Linked DNA regions of Mus musculus: all the other regions are linked to region 2. The links are chromatin contacts, called in public HiChIP or PLAC-seq and promoter capture Hi-C maps. All regions are on one chromosome and are shown on one strand. The core of a region is the stretch at or near the end of the contact, and the rest is flanking DNA. Distances in the headings are between cores, read along the strand shown.

What was found. Promoter capture Hi-C pulls out the DNA fragments that hold promoters and counts their contacts. HiChIP or PLAC-seq counts read pairs in DNA pulled down with a chosen protein or histone mark.
Region 1: a FOXA1 HiChIP or PLAC-seq map of pancreatic cancer cells shows a contact between it and region 2. The contact joins the enhancer-like site here to the promoter of Btc in region 2. A contact is called at or near these places in 4 of 39 promoter capture datasets (embryonic stem cells, hippocampal neurons and liver) and 1 of 115 datasets of contacts at active chromatin or transcription factors (pancreatic cancer cells).
Region 3: a contact with region 2 is called in a promoter capture Hi-C map of liver, with 3 times the contacts expected there. The contact joins the promoter of Areg here to the promoter of Btc in region 2. A contact is called at or near these places in 3 of 39 promoter capture datasets (cranial neural crest, hippocampal neurons and liver), 1 of 115 datasets of contacts at active chromatin or transcription factors (pancreatic cancer cells) and 1 of 9 other capture datasets (adipose tissue).

What each region holds. Positions count from the first base shown.
Region 1 is chr5:91,108,184-91,111,543 of GRCm38.p6, forward strand. No RefSeq gene overlaps it. Among named protein-coding and RNA genes, the nearest start is that of Areg, 30 kb to the right of the region's middle. Within about 2 kb of position 2,013, at least 58 of the 459 cell types and tissues checked have an H3K27ac peak or open chromatin away from gene starts, as enhancers often do. A contact at or near this core is called in pancreatic cancer cells, where this site is marked.
Region 2 is chr5:91,401,266-91,404,681 of GRCm38.p6, forward strand. Btc (betacellulin, epidermal growth factor family member) reads right to left here and starts at 1,729. Exons shown (of 6, transcript NM_007568.5): 1 at 1,393-1,729. The coding sequence starts at 1,456.
Region 3 is chr5:91,138,296-91,142,086 of GRCm38.p6, forward strand. Areg (amphiregulin) reads left to right here and starts at 1,304. Exons shown (of 6, transcript NM_009704.4): 1 at 1,304-1,579; 2 at 2,603-2,830. The coding sequence starts at 1,519.

The DNA.
Region 1 (3,360 bases), core at 763-3,262, 290 kb before region 2:
TATATTAATATATATTTATATATTAATTTCTTTTCTCCACCAGAATGCTCCACCAATGAGAGAAATGTGCTTTGCCCCTGGCTCTATTCCAGGTACCGAAAGGATGGCAATGGACAGGTGAGAAATCTTGGTAAGTACTTGCTGAATGTGTCTGAGTCGACATCAATGGCTAGTGGTTAATCCCTCAGCAAACACATGTTTTTCAGTGATATGAATGGTAACTGAAATGTGAACTTGTAAAACCTCAACTCACCCCATAATTTTTCATGCCCCGGCAAGGTTACTTCCAGAAAGAATGTGCTGAGGGTAATTTTGGACCCAAAACTTTAAGACATGTCCAAAATACGTGATCTCTGTACTTGTGCTATGGGCACATTGGCATTTATCACTCTGCCTGAGCCAGGTGGTAACATCATGTAACTCCTTTCTTCCCAACCCTTCAATGCATCCCTTGGTGTCCTAGATAAAAGGCACCCAGGCCTTTGCATGGGTTGGTGCCACCTGAACTCTTGCCATGTTGACGACCTTTGCTTGATCATCTTTTTCTTTTTCTTTTCTTTCTTTCTTTCTTTCTTTCTTTCTTTCTTTCTTTCTTCCTTCCTTCCTTCCTTCCTTCCTTCCTTCCTTCCTTTCTTTCTTTCTTTCTTTCTTTCTTTCTTTCTTTCTTTCTTTCTTTCTTTCTTTCTTGTGTGTGTGTTCAAGGAAAAACTTTTATTCTAGGACAAATCCAAGAATGAAGCCACAGGTGTGGGTTATAAAACAAGGCCATGTGAATCTGTTGTTTTCAACTTATAACAAGCTTACAAAATGCAACACTGCTTTGAACTTAATATGAATATCCTCTTGTAACTCCCATTTTGTGTAACATTTTATCTGTGAGCTAAAAAAAAAAAAAAAAAAAAAGGAAAAAAAAGAGGAAAATGGCTACACCACTGCATTTGGATGGATGGATGGATGGATGGATGGATGGATGGATGGATGGACAGAGCAGAGCCCCTCCCCTCGAGCCAACAACTCATCATCTTTATTTCTTTTTCTTTGGCTTTTTTATGGACAAAAGCTCATAGAAAATTAGCTCACAGATCATCTTTTTCTATGGAGCAAATTCTACCAGACTCAAAGCCACATCTATGCTGAACTCCCCTTGACCCTGCTGTAGAGATTCCTACTCAGTCTTCATGTAGAAACTGAAGTACTGTGCTTTCTCAGAAGCCTCTCCCAACTCTGACATATAGACTGTTTGAAAGGTTTTCATACCATTCTAAGGTAGCATTTATCACAGTTCATTTGGCTGTTTGGTAAAATTATTTTTTAAAACAACTTAACTAAACTTTCTTTAGTAGGTTCTTTGTGGGTTTTTTATATCACTAATAATTGCACAATATTGTCAGCCAATCAAGGAATGTCATCTGAATGAAATAATTGTCTTGAAAGAACTTCTAGCCAAGGGATATTAAATTATTTACTATATACAATTATAAGTGATTTTGAAATCCCATAATGCCTGATGTTTTTAAAAAACAATTTTTATTAAATCAGTTGTTCTCATTTTGTTGTTAATTACGACTCTCAAGCAAAATCTGGTTATCCAGTCTAGTCCTTCCTGAGGTAAGTGCGATTATTTAGCCATGAACAGGGTGCACTGTTAGTCATGGGAATCCGGATATGTGCCCAGTTTTTATGGATACCCAAGCCCATTTTTTCTCACTGAACAGTTCTCTAGTGTTGGAACCCCTTTAAGAGTCCCTTCCTTCTTGAAGATCTGAGCACTTCTATCTATACTTGGGATTCCTGAGTTTGTTTTTATTGTCTGTTTAGAGGTCTTTGGAAAGAGGCTAAGTCATCCAAATACTACAAATTCAATTAGTAATACTTAAAAGGCCTTTTCTTTCCAGGTTCCAGCTTTGAGACCTTATAGGACAACCCGTGTCTTTGACCACAGTAGCAATGACACAACTATCTCTTTAGCATGCCCCACTGGCCTTGGCACTTGAAGTGCAAGGTTTAGACATGCCTCGGCATGTTCCTTGAGTCTGCTCTCTCTCTGCCCTCCTTCTGGCTTCAGGCTGATAAGACAGCTCTTAACCCTGAGAAAGCTGCATCAGCTATAGAATTTATGACATTATTTGCTTTGAATCAAAGTTCATCGCTTGTTCTGGCATTCCGGATATTGGCTTTGGTTCTTCTAAGTTGTCTTAAGTCTATGCTAAAGTAAACCTCAGGTGACATTTACAGTCTTGATTAACAGGAAACTAATTGTTGAAGTCAGTGAAAGGCAAAAATTCTTTTTGTGTGAAAGTCCACTGTACCTTTGAAGACATGCATAAAACGTGAGTCACCAATGTGAATGAGTTCATTATGTCTCACTGCGATTTTGCCTTTGATTATGAACCTTTTTTTTGAAACAGGATCTTGTAGCTTTTAGCTTACTACATAGCTGAGGATGACCTTAAACTTCTATATTTGTTGCCTTCCTCCATGTGCTGGTCTTACAAGAGGGGGCCACCTCATCAGCTAATGCTGTACAGGCTGAATTTACAACCCAGCTCTAAACATTAACCGATTTACATACAACAATTACATTTATTGAAATCATTGTAGCATTTTAGAACTCTGTTTCTCTGCTTATTTTAGGTTACATCCAATTCTGATATCCCTTGCTTAGATTAAGATGCTATGCCAAATGGGAAGTCAGAAGCTCTACGAAGTGCGGAAACTATATATTTGTCTACACAATCTTCAAGAAAAGGACAGGATTTAAGAAGATTAGAATAACTGAAAGTTCCCAACCTTTTTTCATTAAAAATAATAATGGGCCACAAAGCTCGCTCAGAAGTAGTATGTACGCCGTCATTTAGTTTTTAATTTTTCCAGGCCTATTAGATAAATACGCACTAAGTTAGAGCAATTAGACTTTAATTAGAAGTATAATTGGAACTTCCTGTGTATCTTGTCCGGCACCCCATTGTGATTCAGTGGGCTCAGCCCTTCGGTCAGCTGTAGTCAGTGCTGATGGTTTTGGGCTGGGAGCCAGAATCCTGTGACTGGCAGAGACGGAGAGCCCAGCAGAGGCTGGGTGGCTGGAGTTCTCACTTCCTAAAATGATGCACTGAGCACCTTGTGTGTTCTAGATGTTCATGGTGAGTGAGACATGCCAAAGGCTGCGTGTGCAGTCCTGTCATGGCAGTCACTTGAAGAGCAGGCATGTCCTTCCTTGTCTTAGTTGTGCGGGGACAGATGTGGAGAAGGAAAATGTTTTAGGCATCAGTGGTTCTGTTTCTATAATGGCAACTCTATAAAGAATGTTTGAGAGATGAAAACCTAAGGCCAAGGAGCTCCATCTGGCCTCTGTTTGGCTCC
Region 2 (3,416 bases), core at 479-2,978:
TCCTCTACACCTCCATCTCATGTCCTCTTGGTTCACATCACTCTACAGTGGGTTAAGGTGACATGCCTCCACTGTAGGCTAAGCCAGTCCTTCCTCTCTAACCTGGACCTTACATGCAGTCCTTCTGCCACCAGGTTGACAAGCATTTTATCTGCCTCTCTAGTTCTGGAGACACAGCCAAACAAAAATTTCACTTATATTATCTGTTTTTACACCTTGATAAACAATCTTGTCCCTTTTTACAGTTGTTAGCCCTCTCCAGGCTTGAGAGAAGGTATATAATATAGCACGGTGACACATAAGAGGTCCCTCTCCTTACAATGTCTCAATGCTCTTAGATTCCACATAAGGCTAGAAAGCACCCTTCCCTTCCAGAACCCCCAAGGACCTCGAAGCAGAGGTCTGGAGATGGCTGGGCTCTCCCACCAGGCTGTCCTCTCGTCTGCTACTCAGAGGCAGAGGGCAGGATGCCACCTGAAGCTGCACTCTGCTTCCACAGCTCTGGCTTCCAGGGAGCCGCCTCTCCTCTCTTGCTTCTGCGGACATCCAGGAGTTCTCAACCAACAGGCCCTAATTTTCCAAATAAAGAGATGTATTTCCTCTCCTGACTTTTCAAAGTAGGAAGCAAAAGGTCCCAAGTGAGGCCGTTTGGTATTTTTTCATTTCTCTTTGCTTTCTCGTCCTGAACGAAAAACAGTCACAGAAAGCTCTCAAGAGAGGACTTCTCCCTCGCAGCTCCTGCCACACGAATGGAAGAAAGAAAAGGGAGAGAGAAGGTGTGTGTGTGTGTGTGTGTGTGTGTGTTTGTGTGTGTTTTCCAGGAACGAGACAGAGAGAGAGAGAGAGAGAGAGAGAGAGAGAGAGAGAGAGAGAGAGAGAGAGAGAGAGAGAGGAGAGAAGACGGGACTGCTTTTGAGACTACCAGTAGCTTAGGAGGATTCATCACACACACACACACACACACACACACACACACACACACACACACACACACACACTCACACACACACAAGCACGTTGCTCTCCAGTCCATGCATGTTAGGAATGCCCGCCTCTGCCTTCTGCAGGTATCCTTCTCGGTGCAGACTCCCTTGCTTCTTCCTTTGAGAGTCTCCTCCCATCTCAGGCACCTGCTAAGCACCTCCCGGGTCCCTGCCAGCACCTTCCGCGAGCTCTGCTCCTGGCACTTCAAGGTGCCACCTGAGCACAGCCCAGCAGCAGGCAGCAGGATCCCTGCCGCCCTGGGCCTCGAGTATACCCAGGGAAGACTCCAACAGGTGCAAGCCAGAGGCGGGATCTTAACTTCACCAGCTCACTCTTTCAGCAAGGTTCACAGGACTCCAGCCCCCATGACTTTCCTCCTGATCTGTAGCTCTCAGAATGAACACTTACCCAGGGCAAGGACCAGGAGCAGCGGCAGGGAGCTGACACTGCTACCCGGGGCTGTTGGGTCCATCAACTGTGCTGTGAGGGGCAGGGCAGCCCCTGGATGAGTCCTCAGGTTCCTTCTCTATGCCCTTCCTGGGCCCTGGCACCGAGAGGGTGCTTGAAAACTAATCCCTGAGCCAGGAGGAAGCGAAACTAAGCAGCAGGCAGCCTGCCTACAGAGCAGGGAAACACCCGGGGCGGGCAGCCAGCGGGCTCCAGTGTCACCCAGAACTGGGAGCCTCCTATTTATCCTGGAGCCTTCTGCACACACCCCCGGAGAGGCACACCACTTGGTGCTGGTAGCCTGCACGCTGCTCCCACCCAGCTGCCCCACACCCATACTCACACCCAAGGACACGCTCAGAGGGCCACGGGGCCAGCTCTCCCACTCCCCCTGCTGGGTCTCACCTGACGGTTCATTTCTTTCCCCCTGTGGGACAAAACAAGGTAAATGGGGCCCAGAAGAGAGGCAGAAGAGGACCTGGTCATGTGGCCTCAACTCATGAAGCCCTCTGGGGGAAAGTCTAGAAGTCTCCTTCTGGCCTAAGGAGCGAATTCTGAGACTAGAGCGAAGTTCACTGAAAAGAAAAAACAAACAGACAAACAACAACAACAACAACAACAACAACAAAAAACCACAAAAAACCTCAAGCATTTGACAGTTGACGCAGACAGGCGATTTCTCAAGAGTCATTGTTGTCTATAGAATTCTTAAAGTTAATACTTCAGTTTTCAGTGCCTTCTAGTCAGTTATTAATTAGCCGGGCATTTTAGCTTGCCAAAACGTCCTTTTGAAATTTCATGTATCAGCTGGATGTGGTGGCACATGCCTCTAATCAGGAGGAGAGCAAGTTTGAAGGGTCAGCCTGGCCCACATAGCACAATATTAGCTCAGAAACTTAGTAACAAATCATCTGAGTAAATAGATAAATAAAAGAACTTCATTTCTATTTTATTTATCCATTATTTTTTCATTTGTTTACCTCTTAATTCTAGTAGGATCTTTCTGTTTCTTTTTCGTGTGTGTGTGTGTTTGTGTGTGTGTGTGTGTGTGTGTGTGTGTGTGTGTGTGTGTGTGTGTGTTGTATGCTTGTGCTTTGCCAAACCTTATCTCTATTTCATCATGCCTAGTAATGGGAACTTTTTATGCATTGAGCCGTCTCTGGAACCCAAAGACACACTGAACAGCCTATAAAAGGGTTCCAGTTTTACCGTATAGCACAAGTATATTTGCATCTGAACTGACCAAGGGGTTTGGGTCTTATGAACTGATTTACTGATCTTGTAAAAGCAATGCATACAATGCATCCACCTTCAGAAGTTGCATTTCTGACACTGGAAAGTACAATAAACATTTTTTTTTACATATGAAAGATAAGTCAAGCATTTGACCCTCCTTTTGAACCCCATTATATAAATTAAGCAAGTGATATTTTATTTCTAAACCGATCCTAGTTATGTTAGTGCCGTAGGCAACTGATGTATCTAGAAGAATGAAGTTTTAAATCCATCCATTCTAGTTAACCCCTTAGAGCCCTGGAAGAGGGAACCGTCTCAGATGATTGGGTGGGGTCCGGAGCAGGGAAGAACTGAGAGATAGAGGGCCATGCACCACAGAGGTGATGGAGTACAGGAAGCCATCAGGGCTTTAGAATGGTGGCACTCCCTCCGTATGTCTCTGTCCTTTTATCTTCCTGGCATCTGCTAGTGTAGGAGGGCTCCTACACCAAGGCTCCTCTCTGAGATGACACCATACTTAACATCTGCCTTCTTATCACCAACAGACAGTGGCAGCCTCCTCTCCTATCCTGCTCTCTGCAAATACTAATAAAAAAAAAAAAGGAAAGAAAGCACACACACTGTTTGCTTATTGAGAAATTATAAGAGGCCGGGACATGATATACGTATTTAGCATTCCTGACGTTCACATGGTAAATTAACTTTTTCAGGCCACTAGAGGATGAAATAGTGTAATTTAATATACTAAC
Region 3 (3,791 bases), core at 54-2,553, 260 kb before region 2:
CATACCCTCCCCCCCCCATTTCCCTACCCACCCATTCCCATTTTTTTGGCCCTGGCGTTCCCCTGTATTGGGGCATATAAAGTTTGCGTGTCCTGAGCTACTAGAGCATGAGAGTTCGGGGAAGTAACTGCCCTCACTTCCTTTGCAGCTAAATATGCCCCCAGTGGGGTTCGGTTCCCTCTCCTCTCCTCCCCTCTCCCCTCCCCTCCCCTCCCCTCCCCTCCCCTCCCTTCCCCTCCCCTCCCCTCTCCTTTCTCTCTCCTCTCCTTTCTCTCTCTCTCTCTCTCTCTCTCTCTCTCTCTCTCTCTCTCTCTCTCTCTCTCACACACACACACACACACACACACCAGTCTTTCTGCTAGCCCAAATAGCCCCTCACATTTGCTCTGTTGCCTGGGTGGGCCTGGAAGTTCCTCTAGCCTGGGTGCTGGAGTCGCAGATGTGTCCCCATTAGGGCTCTCTCTCAGGCTGGAAATGAGGGCCTCCCTGGATTCTTCCAATTTGAACACCTAAATCATCTTGACAACTTTCCTTTTCTATGAAACTTTCTTCTGCCCAGCAACCCTCTTCTTAAAGGTCAGTTTAGCCCTCAATCTCTTTATCAGAGCTGCAAGGGGCAGATTTCAGTGACAAACTAATTTGAATCAAATCTACATAATGTGTGTTTGAGTTAATTCATTTTTTTCTGCTTTTTACATCTGTCTTTTATTGGTTTGTAAAATAGGGGAGCACACTTATCCCCAGCAACTTATTATTGGTCTCATGATACAGCTCAGGTTAACTTCTCCCTGTAACCTCTACTTCAGTCTCCCTAAGTGCCACTGTCTGGCCACGCCCAGCTAAAACCTTAAGTGTAATTCGAGTAGAAAGACCAGCAAATACTGCAGAGAGGAAGGCCGCAGGGAGGGTGTCTGATTGATAACTAGGTTATTAGGAGTCCTTTAGCGCTTCGTTTATCCTCCTCAAAGTCTTCGGGCTAACATCACTAAGCCACAGTTGCTCTGAAAGCTCCACAAACATCCTAAAATGGGACTTTGGTACTTAATGTCCCGGCCTGCTGTCCTGTTAATGTATATGCAAAGAGTTTCTTTGGGCTGTCAGCTCCTCAGCACCACTCTAACTTAAAACACAACGCGAGTGGGAAAGTTTCTCCCCGCGTAATCAGGGCTCGATCCCCACTTCCTCCCGCGTCAGCTGGGTTTTTGGAGTAGTAACCTCCCGCCTCCACCCAGGGCTGGTCCGTGACGTCACGGGCGGTGGCTCCAGCGGGTCTATAAAAGCAGCAGGTGCTCGCCGCACCCTGGATCCCGCTTCCTTCGCTCCCTTCTGACCCGCGGCCACCGCCCGGACATCTCCAGCTGAGCCTGAGGCGCTGGCCGCTCCAGCCGTCCGGAGCCCGGCGGGCTGGGCTTCCCTGCGCCGGTGCTCGCCCGCTGCTCCGTGGTTCCGCTGCTCCCGCCGCCCGGAGCCGCTGTCGTGTTGCTGCAGAGACCGAGACGCTGCCGGCCGGTGGAACCAATGAGAACTCCGCTGCTACCGCTGGCGCGCTCAGTGCTGTTGCTGCTGGTCTTAGGCTCAGGTGAGCATCCGCCACCTCTCAGGTTGTTGCCCCTTGAATGCTGCTGCCTCTTGACATTCCCCAAACGTCAGGGAGCAGATCCCCTTAGCTCATACCCCTGAAATTGCTCATGCTAGGAGGGTGAGAGAAGCAGACGAAGTCTCTAGCATGACCCAAGGTCTCTAGCATGACCCAAGGACCAGCTGATGGAAACCTAAGAGGTCATTTTAGCCCACCCTTTTCTTTGATAACTAAGGAAACTGAGGTCCAGGCAGGTGAAGTAGTTTCTACAAAAGTAGTTAATCCAGGAGGATTTGAAGGAGGGCTCTTTGCCTTCTGTCTCCATTCTTCTGTCTAGTGATTTTATTTTTCCCTCTCCAAAGCAGACTCAAAGTGTTCAGAGGTTGAAAGCATCGCTGCCAAATGCTGTCTTGATATTAAAAAAAAAAAAAAGAATTAAAATGAAATCAAGGACTGAAGCTCAGGACTCCTCCAAGGGGTTACCCGGCTCTGAACCTTTTCTCTGTGTGATAATAATAGATAAAGACGGTAAAAACCGTTGCTCTTTGCCACTATTGGCACTACCTTTTGCATCTTATGTACAGATTCAATGGCTGTAAACAAGAGTTAAAATGTATCAGTACCGGTCAAAAGATGGCAGGAAAGCTTTGGAAAAGCGCACCCAAGTTAGACCCGAAGGGTGTAGGCCACTTAGACATTGCGGGTTACGTGATTCTGGGGGCATTGCCTTGGCAGGACTTATCCAATTGTGGAAATTAATGTAGGCGATCTGGAAAAGAAAACCCAGATAAAAGAAACTCAGTAATTTGGGCAACTGAGTTTGCTTCTTGGCAGACTGGGAAGTTGCTTCTATGAGCGACTCAGTCAAACAAAACAAAACAAACAAAAAACAAATCCCAACACCCAATAGCACACATGCAGTAACTGTTTGATATGAGGAGACACACATGTCTACACAGCAATGCTCACTTACTGAGACAGAAGTATCCGACTCATCTCTTCTTATTCTCTCCGTCCCTGCAGGCCATTATGCAGCTGCTTTGGAGCTCAATGACCCCAGCTCAGGGAAAGGCGAATCGCTTTCTGGGGACCACAGTGCCGGTGGACTTGAGCTTTCTGTGGGAAGAGAGGTTTCCACCATAAGCGAAATGCCTTCTGGCAGTGAACTCTCCACAGGGGACTACGACTACTCAGAGGAGTATGATAATGAACCACAAATATCCGGCTATATTATAGATGATTCAGTCAGAGGTGAGTGGAGGGCACAAGGAAAGCGTTGTCTGTGAGATGCGGGTTTTACCTCTGCAAAGTGGCTTCAGAAGGGAGATGGCTCAGTTTTCTAAAGGCTTTGTAGGCGTGGCTATTGCGAGTCCTCAGAGCCACGTGGAGGTTGCATCCTGAAAGTCCAAGGCATTCATCAAAACCTCATGTGCATGTTTAATGTTTGCAACTCTGGTACATAGACATAACTGTGCTCATTTTACACAAGAATTGAAGCTCAGAAAGGTTGTGTGCCGCCCCCCTACCCCCTTTCCCGCCTCTGGGAACAAGCAACTGAGTCAGATTCAGAACCTCAATCTGTTTGACTCCTGGGATGATGGTCTTTTCCAATATGCGACATGACCTCCATTCTGGGAGCATAGGTCGTCATTAACCATTCCTGTGAGCCTTGTAGCTCAACATTTGTGTCCCCTCCCCCACACTACCTGACTTAAAATAACTGCATTCTAACACAAATAAGGGGTCAGAAGGAATAATGACGAACCCTAGAAATGTTAAAGATGTATGTGTGGATTTTATTTTTATCCAAACTACTGATCCCTGGTTTGGTTGTTTTTTTGTTTTGTTTTTTCTCTCCTATCAGACAGATGTTTTTTTTTTTTTTTTTAAATAACGTTTTTTGTTTTTGTTTGTTTGTTTGTTTTGTTTTGTTTTTTGAGAGATAAAAGCTCACCACTCTCATTTTACTTTGTCATTTGGAGAGAAGAGGCCATTGATAAGTCAGATCTTGGAGGCAGGGCGAGGTGATATCAGAGTTCATTAAGGTCTCTTAAGACTTCCCTAGCAGCTTCCCTGACTCCTCCTCCTCCTCCAATGGAGTCTCCCAGAGGGGAGGAGGAATGAAGGAGGGACAGAGGCAGAGACAGGGATAAACCTCCCTTGGTGAGCATTCTATGACAATACCTTGCTTCTCAATCTTTTTTTTTTTCAA